Linked DNA regions of Mus musculus: region 1 is linked to region 2. The links are chromatin contacts, called in public HiChIP or PLAC-seq maps. All regions are on one chromosome and are shown on one strand. Each heading gives the region's core, a stretch centred on a gene start, on an enhancer-like site or on the middle of the called end of the contact. The rest is flanking DNA. Distances are from core to core; before and after follow the strand shown. Region 1 holds the start of Snhg3 (small nucleolar RNA host gene 3). Region 2 holds the start of Dnajc8 (DnaJ heat shock protein family (Hsp40) member C8).

Region 1 (5,833 bases), core at 1,977-4,476, 180 kb before region 2:
TGGGACTTGAACTCAGGGCCTCTCAGATGCCAGACTAGTGTCCTAACTTTTAAGCTAGCTCAGATCCCCACCAATCATTTTTGTTAAATACTTGTGTACATACTGTCCCGATACATACCTGCGTTCAGGAAGCCAGGATGTTACATGGATACTGTAGTAGGTGCTCTAACCATTGAACCATTCCCAACCCCATTATTCTTATAAGACCTTGTATATGACTGGGTAGTAGTGTGGCACACCTTTAATTCCAGCACTTAGGAGGCAGATGGGAGTTTGAAGCCAGCCTGGTCTAGAGTTCCAGGTCAGGACTACACAGGCTATTATAGTTTATTATAGAACTAGACATTTATAGTTCTGTGCTCTTTACTGCTGAGCCATCCCACCCACTCTATCCAGTTAGGTGTGTACCAATTACGACTGCTAAGATTCCCTATCTTTTGCAGAATTTCACCATGTAAACCTAGAAGGCTTTAAATTTGACAGGTCTGCTCTAGAGTTTAGGAACTAATCTTTCCTACTAATTTAGGGCATCGCGCACTCTAGGCAAGCACTAAGCTATACTCCCAGCCCTGTGTCAAACAGTGAATTGTAAGCATGTTGTATACATGGGTAGGACATCTGAAGGTCACCAAAACAACCATTAAATTTTGGCAATCAAGGGTACTTGCACAAGGGAAGAAATAACACTCTGAAGCACTTGGCCATGGTAGTGGCAGGCAGCTCATCACAAGTGAAGAAACACAGGCAGAAATTTCTGCTGTACCTGGAAGACCAGGTACAAGAAACAAGGGCAGGTGAAATGGCTTTTTACTTTAAAAATCAGAGGTCTGGGCTGGCAAGATGGTTCAGCAGGCAAGAGCAGCTCTTCTGAAGGTCCTGAGTTCAAATCCTAGCAACCATGTAGTAGCTCACAACCTAAATGGTATCTGATGCCCTTTTATGGGATGTCTGAAGACAGCTACAGTGTACTTTCATATAATAAATCATTCTTTTAAAAAAAAGTAGACCTAGGGGCTCCACTAGCCAGTCTTGCAGCTCCATTTTGCTTCACATCCCTTCTGGTCTAAGTGCAAACACTCCCCAACCCCAGAGGCCACCAATTCTCACACCCATTTTCAAGAACAGGGAAACACAGCATCTCTAAGGCCTACCTTCAAGGTATCTCCCCAGTGGCCCCATCACTGAGGGTCTTAACTTTTCCATGATCAAGGCAGGCAGCAGAGTCATCAATTTTCCATTATGACCTAGGGACCAGTCTACCTCATATCATAAGGCCCCTGTTAGGCCTATCCATGTTGAACTGCTTGGGACTAACTTCCCACATAACTCATCCATTCGACCAGTTTCCTATCTCACACTCCAGAGCAGAGGAAGGAACAATCTTAGTATTTGGAGGGACCAAGCACTCACTCAGGGTTTATCCTGACCCACCTGCAGCCTTCTGCTCACACACACACATTAAATCACAGGAAAAGACATTCAAATGCTTTAATTCAGATTTTAACTTATGACAATAATCTTACAGAGAATGTGGGAACAGAAAAATGACATATATGGTTTATATAATATGGTCTGGGGGAAACCTGTTGGGACCTCAAAAAATGAGAACCATGGTGAAGGTTCTCAAATCTAGACATAACCTATCAAAAGAAATGTATTTACCAGAGTTAAGTAGGCAGAAAAGCTTGCCCCAGCTTCTAATGGCCGAGGCTGTAACAGACAAAATTTTAGCACGCTGTATATAATAACTATTCAGTAGGTGCCCCCGCTGATTCTCTTCTTTCCTGGAAGAGGGGAAAAAAAAAACAACACAAACATCAGGTTCCTAAAGTTGACATACCAAAAGCCTTAGGAATTTAAATTTTTGTTTCCTGCATGGTTTGTCTCCTCAGTCATGGTCCACGGGACTCTGAGAAGTCGTAGGAATATGCAGGCGCAGACTCGAAAGCCCAGCTTCATCTCCAACGTTGTGGAAAGGGACTGTACATCACCGGGCAATGCCCTAAGCTCCCGTTCGCCACTAGGACAGAGCCCGGGGAGAGTGACCTCCCGGGATATCCACGTTGGAATGTCTGGTTAGCACCCAAACGTTTAGTCAACTTCAACAGGCGACTACACCCCCCCCCCCCACACACACAGTGTATATCACTAATAACGTACACATGGAGCAGAAAGCACTAAGCCAGCCTCAGGGTGAACGTACCTCCATCAACAAAGTACCTGAAATCATTGACCGGGTCTGCAAGAGAAGACTTTAATCAGTAAGTTAAACCCTTAGAGTACTCGGACGCACCCCCAGATTGCATGACTTAAAAAACTGTTTCCTGCATGGTTTGTCTCCTCAGTCATGGTCCACAGGACTCTGAGAAGTCGTAGGAATATGCAGGCGCAGACTCGAAAGCCCAGCTTTATCTCCAACGTTGTGGAAAGGGACTGTACATCACCGGGCAATGCCCTAAGCTCCCGCTCGCCACTAGGACAGAGCCCGGGGAGAGTGACCTCCCGGGATATCCACGTCGGATAGTCATGGTAATGTCTTTTTTTTTGACAAAATGCCACAGGGTCCTTTTGCCAGACCTCCAGCTGGAGGAAAAACCCCAAAAACGCCTGTCTCCAGAGTGCTGTGACTACAGACTTCAGCCACCTTTTCAGATCTTGAAGCAAACAGAACACAACACCCCCATCGGAACCAAACTATCCAGAAATTATCTACCTAAAAAAGGGTCCTCTGAAAAATGGGAGATTAATGAACAAAAAACTGCAGAAATCCCGTTACAAGGTGAAGAGAAAGTATAACTGGGAAGCAAGGCGAAATGATTAAGTTAAAACCGAACGCTGGAAGGCGGCTAACACTTCAAATCACAAGGCAGGAACCAAAGACCCTGTCCTCTTAAAGTGAACATTAAAGGAAAGTGCGTAGACCAACTCAGTCTCCCAGGCAATAATCCTGCGAGCGTTGGGATCCCCGAAAGAAAACGGTTACTGGGCTCGGAGGCGCGTGACCTCACGCCATGCTCGGCTAGTGAGCCCGGCCTCCCACACCGGGTCCGCCCAGCCGCGACCCTGCCTGTCTGCGGAGCCCGTGCGGGACCGCGCGGGCAAACCCTCAGCAGCCGAGAGCAGCGCACTGTACTCACCAAGAACAAGCACACCAAGAGAGCGACGCCTAGAGAGACAGACCCGCGCCGACGCAGCCATATTTATACCTTAAGTAACGCCCGGAAGTCAGGCGTGGTCGACTATGCCTGCGCCTGCGCAGGGTTACGCTCACTTAGAAGCATTGGAAATGCGCTAAGGCTGATGGGATCGAGAACTTTTACCCTACTAAGGTGTTGGCGGTCTTAGCGTGAAATTGTTGAGCTTGTGAGGTTTGTCCTCTCGGCCTGGATACACTGGTATATGCAAAATGAAAAAAAAAAAAAAAGCCTAGAGAAATATTTTCTAGATTCCAGAGTTTGAATCTACTTTGTTTGTGGAAGGAACAGTTGATACAGAACATAGATGCTACAATTAAAAACTTCCCATGGAGGGGGCCTGAGAGGTGGCTTAGTGGTTAAGATTCCTGGTTGAAGGCGGGAGGGTGGCGCACGCCTTTAGTCCTAGCACTCAGGAGGCAGAGGCAGGCGGATTTCTGAATTTAAGGCCAGCCTGGTCTACAGAGTGAGTTCCAGGTCATCCAGGGCCACACAGAGAAACCCTGTCTCGAAAAAACAAAAACAAAACACTAATGCTGTTTCCCAGATTTTTAAGACATGAAATTAAGCCTGATGAATGTTGTTGTGAAATATTTATTTGAAAGAATGGCTGTCTGGGCGTGATGGTGTAGGTTTTTCTGTTTTGTTTTTTGAGTCAGGGTTTCTCTGTATAGCCCTGGCTGTCCTGGAACTCTTTGTACACCAGGCTGGCCTCGAACTCAGAAACCCGCCTGCCTCTGCCTCCAGAGTGCTGGGATCAAAGGCGTGCGTCACCACACCCAGCTCCCATTGAGCCATCTTGTTGGCTCTGCCCTCTCCTTTCTGACATGGTTTTTCAGACCTCAGTCTCTCTCCACGAAAAACAGTGGGCAGTGTGAACCTTCAGAACAACCTTCTGGAGATGTTTTAACCCCAAAGCTGCAGGAACAAGGGGAGACCTAATAATCTGGACCACGGGAACATGGGATCAGAGAAACATCCAACAAAAAGTTCTGACTACTGGTTTCTTTTCACGCTTAGGGAAGGGTAATGTGCCAAGTGCCAAGCAGCAAATGAGTCACTGCTGAGGTGCCCTGGGCAGAAACTGGGCAGCCTGCCAGAGAGGACAGGCAGTACCAGCCACTCTGGTGACACCAGCCTGGTGACACCAACCTGAGGTTCATTCAGCTGTGGGCCATATTGAGTTAATCCTTGTAAGGGACTGTTGAAACTCCTTGTTCTCAAACATATGTAAAAATGGCATTTGTCAGCTGGGCGTGGTGGCACATGCCTTTAATCCCAGCACTCTCGAGGCAGAGGCAGGCAGATTTCTGAGTTCAAAGCCAGCCTGGTCTACAAAGTGAGTGCCAGGACAGCCAGGGCTACACAGAGAAACCCTGTCTCAAAAAAACAAAAACAAAAACAAAAACAAAAAAAAAAAAAAATATATATATATATATATATAGTATTTGTCTTGACCTTTAAAACAAAAAAACAAAAACAAAAAAAAACAAAACAACAAAAAAAAACAGCCGTGAGTGGTGGCGCATGCCTTTAATCTCAGCACTCCGGAGGCAGAGACAGGCGGATTTCTGAATTCGAAGCCAGCCTGGTCTACAAAGTGAGTTCTAGGACAGCCAGGGATATACAGAGAAACCCTGTCTCGAAAAACCAAAACCAACCAACCAAACAAACAAAAAACAAAAAAAAAAAAACCAACCCTGACCTACACAATCTCATTTTCCAGACAGGGTGGGGAGTGGTTAGGCAGGTGAGGCACCTAGTGGAGTTACCAGACATAGGGGGTTCCCAATACTCCTCTCTCTGCAATTTAGAGAGAGGGGCCGGGGAATGAATATCATATACCCTGGGCTATGCTGGCTGGCTTTGAATTTGTTATATTATTCAAGATGACCTTGAACTTCTGACCCTTCTTGGCTTCAGAAGCACCCACCGGGAACACTTTGTCTTGTTTGATGCTGGGAACTGAACACAGGGATCCCAGGCAAGTGCTCTACTGGGCTATATCCCAGCCCTGTGATTTTTGTTTGTTCAGAGAAACAAACAAACATGATAGTTTCACTTCTGGCTACATTTAACATTATCATTTATCTTCTTTTTATTTGAAGTCGTTAGCAGTATTTTGGGTGTCACTTTTAAGTTGTTTTAATCTTCTTGAATAAAACAAAAGACCAGAGGTGAGGGATATGGCTTAGGGTGACTGTCTAACATGCATGAGGCCTGAGCTCAATGCCCAGCACTAAAAAAGTAAAAAGTAACACAAATTCAGTTTTTTTGATATTCTAAAATACTTTAATAATTAAGATTGGTAGGAAGGCTGATATACAACGTAATTATGTATTTTACAGGATTCTGTACAGTAGGGAAGCATCTTAACATGCGACAGCGAGGCTTTAAGTCCTTTACATTAGGACTGTAAGCTTCCACTTACAGAAAGAAGACACATAATCAACTTTTATATACATAAAAACAAAACCACTGCCTAGATGCAGCCCTAACATATCCTGCTTCAGAAGACAGATGAGATGAACAGAGTCAGAGCCCTTGATGGCACACACAAGCAGACGGGAGCTCAGGATTGGCACGTGAGGGAGAACAGCTGAGAGAAGCCGTTGCTGGCCGGCAGGTATGGTGGGTGC
Region 2 (5,956 bases), core at 1,105-3,604:
GGGACCAGGTAAAGATGGGTGGAGCGACAGAGAGCGTAGAAAGGACAGGGAGGACGACTGGGGGCTGGACTTGGGACCAGGTGGGCCTCACCGGAAGTACCGATCCTCTTCAGCCTTTTCTCGTTTTCCGAAGGCTCCACCAGCTTCTCGGATGGAGCCAGCGCCCGTATCCATGCTATCCGACTGCAAAGAGAGTCGTGGACGTGAAAAGAAAAGGCACAACAAGGGAGAGAGAACCTGCGCCCCGCGATGGGCGCTGGGCCGTGCCGCCACCTACCGAGTCCGAGACGAAGCCTCGGGTTTGCAGGACCTTCATACCCCAGACACCGAACCGAGCCCGAACTGCCAACGCCGAGCCTGCCATTGTCTTCGGCGTTGCTCAGCTCGCGTTGCGGGCGTGGCTGCTTCTCTCCTAGCGCGCTAACTGCGAGGGCGGCTGAACTGCCAATCTAGACGCCGGGGAGGTGGGACGAGCACGGAAACCGCGAATCAGGAGGGAGGGGGCGGGGCTTATGATATCTGCAGCGTTTGTTGAGAGGGAGGCGGATTTATCCCTTAGTTAACAGTTAATAAACAAGGCTCTAACGCATCATGACCCAGGAGTCTACAGAGCGAAGTCAAAAGATGAATCTTGGCTTTTGGTCTCTTTAGAATGAGGCATTTCGTTCACTCCCACTGCACAATTTCCGTCCAAAGGTCGATTTTATTAAAAATGTACACGATGGCAAGCCCTATGGACATGAATAGATTGGGGAAACACAAAGTTTGTGGTAGCCATGCCTAGGATGCCGACAGCCTGGATATCGACCTCAAACCTCTGTTTATACATATGAAATCGTGTTTATCTCTTAAGAGGTGTTCTTGTTCTTTGGTTATATTGCCACTGCAGTGCCTTCTCTCACCTTAAATGTCACTTTCTCAGAGAAACCCTTCTTTGACCTTCCTAGTCATCCTGACAGCAATTTTTTTTTATCCTTGCTTCTGAGTTCTTTCTCACAGTTTACTTTGTGAAGCCATCAGAGCCTTAGTAGGTAGTGAATTAGTAATTTTGAACTGTATCAATGTGTCGGTGAATGGACCTAATAACTTGGTGACGGGCTACAAGGACACTGAAAAGAACATCAAGCGAACTGGTGGTACAAACCTGTAATCCCAGCACTCCTGAGGCACACAGGAAGAGCTTAATCTAGCTTAATCTAGCCTATTCGACAAAGGGAATTCTGGGCCAGCCAGGGCTTCATAACAAGATCCTGTTTTCAGAAACAAACGAATAAACACCCACACCCCCCCATACACTCCCCCCCCGCACCCCCCCCGCCCCCCACACATAGGGCTAGTGCTGGGCCCCAATGGTGAAAGGAGAGAACGGACTCTTGAAAGTTGTTCTCCCTGACCTCTCCATGTGCATTGTGACACTGTGCCCCCACTAATAAGTAAGTATAATTTTAAAAATTAAATAACAAACTCCAAGCACAGATCCTTATACATGCATGCTCATAATTGCTTCCATCCCATTTTCCGATTTTGTCCCTACCTCAATGAGATCTGTTGTAACTCGGGATGGCCTCAAACTCGCAGTGAAGAAGCCAATTTCTCATCTTTCCGTCTCCACCTCCCCAGAGTTGGGGTTACAGGCATATGTCCAGCTTCATAATACTATTTCACAGTGGTCCAAAGGTGAGAAGACCCCAAATGTTGAACTACTGAAGAGGTCAACAAATCATAGCATAGACATACCTTTGAGGAATTGGATGCCACCATAAAATGCAGTAAAAAAAAAAAAAATTTTTTTGACAGTTTTTTTTTCACAGGCCTGGCTGTCCTGAAACTTACTATAGAGACTAGGCTGGCCCCAAACTCAGAAGATCTGCCTACCTCTGCCTCTGGAGTACCAGGATAGGCTCCACTGGGATAAACTCTTAAAAAACTGGTACATGGTGGTTACCCAGGCCAGTTCCAGCACTCCAGGGAGTCATGTAGATCTCTGTGAGTTTGAGGTCAGCCTGGTCTACAGAGAGAATTCCAGGACAACCAAGGCTACACAGAGAAATCCTGGGTCAAAAAAACCAAAAAACTGTCACATGAAAAAAACCTAAATAAGAATTGTATAAGTAGATTCCATCCATGGGAAATGTCCAGAATAATAATAGGTATATCCAGAGACAACAGATTTCTTTCTGTCAGAGACTGGAGACAACCAGGGCAACACTATGAAACTTTATCCTTATTCTGAAAAACCAAAACTAAAACCGAAAAAAAAAAAAAAGAGGTCTCGGCCCCTTTAAGTTCAGCTGGCGGGCGGGGAGTCCGGGAAGGCGGGCTTGGGTGGTTACGTGAGGCTGCGCTTGCGCAGAACGGTCACGTGGTGGTTAGCCGGGAAAATGGCGGCTTCGGGAGAGAGTGGTGCTTCGGGTGGCGGAGGCAGCACAGAGGAGGCATTTATGACCTTCTACAGTGAGGTGAGCCCGGAGTAAGGATGGTGGCCTTAGGACGACCGTGCTCCGGCTTCGTCCGCCGCGGCTGGGGCCGGCGAGGCGCCTCCTGGGACCGTTGGCCCGCGCCGTCTGGCCTGGGGACTGCGGATCGGCTGCGGAGTGCATGCGCGACCGCCACTGTGGCTACTGAGGTCCCCGGAACGCGGCGGGGCGGCTGGGCCTGTGGACCCAGACCCGGAGAGGGGCCCGGCGAGCTGCTGGTCGCGCGGTGCAGCCTGCTGGCGGTGGAGTCTCCGGCTGGCGGAGGCCGAGCTGCGGCGCACCCACTTTTATTTGTAAACAGGAAGGAGGCCCTTGTCCCACTCCTCTGCCATGAATTGTGCGAGTGGCGATTTCTGCGGTCTTATCAGTGCTGAGCACTGTTCATCGGGACAAGAATGCGTATGTGAACCCTCCATCTTTAACATGACGAACCTCTTAAGAGGGTGCATACGTTCTTGGTGTCAGGTAGGACAGGAGTGAACTTGCTCTGAGCCTTGTTGACATTTGCATCGCCAGTGCCTAATGCGTGGTGGATGTTTCGCATATATCCGTTGATTAAATGAATGAATAAACTGAGTTAAAGTTAGCTATCTGGCGTCAGAGGCCCACATATTGCGTTCTCGCAAGGCAATTAGCCTAACTGCTGTTGAAATTTCAAGACATCAGTTCCCACACTGGCAAGTTAACATTGTAAGAGTTTTCACGACGATTAAAGGGTTTCGTGTATAAAAAAGCAGCTTGAAAATTATAAAGCAGTCGTTTTCGAATTAAGTACTTTCTGGTAGCCCAGGTTGGACCCTCTTGCTTCAGCCTCCAAAGTGCTGGGACCAGAGCCATTATCTCTTGTGCTTATAAGAATACTTGTAAGCCGGGCGATGGTGGTTCATGCCTTTAATTCAGCACTTGGGAGGCAGAGGCAGGCGGATTTCTGAGTTCAGGGCCAGGCTGGTCTATAGAATGAGTTCCAGGACAGCCAGGGCTACACAGAGAAACCCTGTCTCAAAAAACAAAAACAAAAAAAAAATTTTTTTTTTATGTTAGGAAATATTTTTTTCCTTCACATTGTTAGCATATTTTGCATTGCTCACAGTTGGAGAAATTTTGGTCCATCTTGGTGGAAAATGGAGGCAGGGCAGTTGACATCCTCAGGCAGGAAACAGAGAAGAAAGGCCTGTGCTTCCCGGTGCAACATTGACAATCAGCACGGACTCTGATTTAGCCCTCTTGTGTTTTTATTATATTTTTTTAAATTTAGTTTTGGCTTTTTGAGACAAGAGTTTCCCTGTACAACCCTAGCTGTCCTGGTGCTTTGTAGACCAGGCTTGCCTTGAACTCACAGAGATCACCCACCCGTGTCTGTCAAAGATGGTTGCCGCCATCACCCTGCTTGTCCTTTTGTTTTTAAGACAAGTACCCAATGAAGCTTAGGTGGCTTTACTCACTTCGCAGTGTAGGCTGCTTGGAACTAGGGCTCACTCTCCTGCTTCAGCCTCCTAAGTGCTCGTGTACAGGAATGAGCCACCACACCCAGCCGTTTTCTTTTGCCAAGGGTCAAACCCAGGATCTTGTGCATGCTAGGCAAGAACTCCACCAACTGAGCCACCTCGTAAGTCCTTCATAATGGTGTTGAATGTTGCTCATAGGTCATGGTTCAGTGTGCATTTTGCCTTTCAAAATGAAAAGAAAAAAAAAGATAGATTAATTGTACCCACATGCAGCTATATAGGTCTCTGGTGGTAGTTGTGTTTAGTATCTGGGAATCCTCTCGACCTCTGATTGTGAGTCAGACATAGGGTAAATTTCTAACAAGTTAGGTAATTGGAAACCTCACTTTCTGTAAGCCATAATTTCCCTATAATGGGATAATGGGGGCTGGAGAGATGGCACAGCGGTTAAGAGCACTGGCTGCTCTTGCAGAGGTCATGAGTTCAATTCCCAATAACTGCATGGTAGCTCACGATCATCTGTAATGAGATCTGATGCTCTCTTCCGGCATGTGGGTATTCATGCAGATAGAGCATTCATATTCATAAAACAAAATAATTAAAAAAAATGTGGAGTGGCTAATACTCCTGGAGAGAAGTGTTTACATAGTAAATGTGAATTTTACAGATTGCATGTAGCGTACATGTATACACAAATGGGCACAGAGGTCATTGTCATATGTTTTTCACTGTCCATATTATTCTTTTAGACAAGACCTGTCACTGAACCTGGAGCTCAGCAGTTTAGCCGGGCTGTGCAGGGTGTGAGCTCTGGGGGCCTCCCTGTCTCCTCCCTGCCCAGCTCTGGGTTTCCAGGCGCACGCGGCCATGCTTAGCATTTACGTGGAGATCTGAAATATCATTGTAAAATAGCTACGCCGCTGTGGTTGTTCTCCAGTTACCAAAGTGTCTTGGACATGGGAGATATAAATCGTTGTCTGCTGAGCATTTTAGCGTTGTGTTAAAGTAGATATATTTAGCTTATTCTTACTAATGGGATTACCAATTCTTTTACTTTTAGGTGAAACAAATAGAGAAGAGAGATTCAGTTCTAACATCCAAAAATCAAATTGAAAGATTGACTCGTCCTGGTTCCTCTTACTTTAATCTGAACCCATTTGAGGTGAGTAGATTGTTACTGTAGAGTTTGGTGGGAGAGCTTTGCATATGACAGTTATGTACGAGTTCGTTATTGTTGCTGTAGCTTCTATGGTGGACAGCTTTCCATACGTATACGTAAGTAGGGTTGTTTGTTTGTTTGTTTGTTTTGAGACAGTCTCATGTATTCAAGGTTGGCTTTGAACTCCAGATTCTCCTGCTTCAACCTCCCAAATGCTGAGATTGTGGAAATGAACCAGCATACCTGGGTTTTTTTGTTGTCTTAGGTGTATTTATTATATTTATATGAGTACACTGTAGCTGCTTTTAGACACACCAGAAGAAGGCATCAGATCCCATTACACATGGTTGTGAGCCACCGTGTGGTTGTTGGGAATTGAACTCAGGACCTCTGGAAGAGCAGTCAGTGCTCCTAACCGCTGAGCCATCTCTCCAGCCCTGGCCAGCTGGTGTATTTTTTTTTAAATGATTTTAGAGCTTTATTGTAGAAAAGCACAGAGAAAGAGGGAAGGAAAAAGAGAGAGAGGCCCGCCATGGTTATGTGGAGAGAAGGGGGGAAGGGAGGGGAGAAGGGAGCTAGAGATGAGAGTAAGAATGTCGAGCTAAAGAGCGCCAGCTGTTTTTGAAACAGGATGTTACTGTAGCTCACTGTGGCCTGGGGCTGGCTCTATAACCCAGGTTAGCCTTGAGGTTTGACTCTATGGTTCTCCTGCCTCAGGCTCTAAGTGCTGGGGTTATAGGTGTAAATCATAGTACCTGGCTTGGGAGCAGACTTATGTAACAGCGTACACCCCAAAGTTCTATTGGTTGGGAATGAAAAAAGGGTGGTGATGTTTTTGTGACAGGCAGGTTGTCTTTGAGGTTGAATGCTTTTAT

Evidence for each region. HiChIP or PLAC-seq counts read pairs in DNA pulled down with a chosen protein or histone mark.
Region 1: a contact with region 2 is called in an RNA polymerase II HiChIP or PLAC-seq map of embryonic stem cells, with 28 read pairs. The contact joins the promoter of Snhg3 here to the promoter of Dnajc8 in region 2. A contact is called at or near these places in 11 of 39 promoter capture datasets (the C10 cell line, the HPC-7 cell line, cranial neural crest and 7 more), 1 of 15 datasets of contacts at CTCF or cohesin (large pre-B cells), 14 of 484 Hi-C or Micro-C datasets (CD4 T cells, DN3 thymocytes, the G1E-ER4 cell line and 7 more), 23 of 115 datasets of contacts at active chromatin or transcription factors (the 230-238 cell line, the SCID.adh cell line, bone marrow-derived dendritic cells and 12 more) and 3 of 9 other capture datasets (adipose tissue, liver and pancreatic islet).

The regions. Positions count from the first base shown.
Region 1 is chr4:132,350,460-132,356,292 of GRCm38.p6, forward strand. It overlaps Snhg3 (small nucleolar RNA host gene 3), which reads right to left and starts at 3,227. Exons shown (of 3, transcript NR_003270.2): 1 at 3,138-3,227; 2 at 2,204-2,239; 3 at 1,474-1,784. Snora73b (small nucleolar RNA, H/ACA box 73b) reads right to left here and starts at 2,067; the gene lies at 1,863-2,067. It overlaps Snora73a (small nucleolar RNA, H/ACA box 73a), which reads right to left and starts at 2,520; the gene lies at 2,316-2,520. Phactr4 (phosphatase and actin regulator 4) reads right to left here. Exons shown (of 13, transcript NM_001161797.1): 13 at 5,464-5,833. RefSeq lists a cis regulatory region at 2,966-3,485.
Region 2 is chr4:132,533,205-132,539,160 of GRCm38.p6, forward strand. Dnajc8 (DnaJ heat shock protein family (Hsp40) member C8) reads left to right here and starts at 2,355. Exons shown (of 9, transcript NM_172400.3): 1 at 2,355-2,459; 2 at 4,983-5,084. The coding sequence starts at 2,382. It overlaps Atpif1 (ATPase inhibitory factor 1), which reads right to left and starts at 2,210. Exons shown (of 4, transcript NM_007512.4): 1 at 1,535-2,210; 2 at 278-731; 3 at 92-183. The coding sequence starts at 364.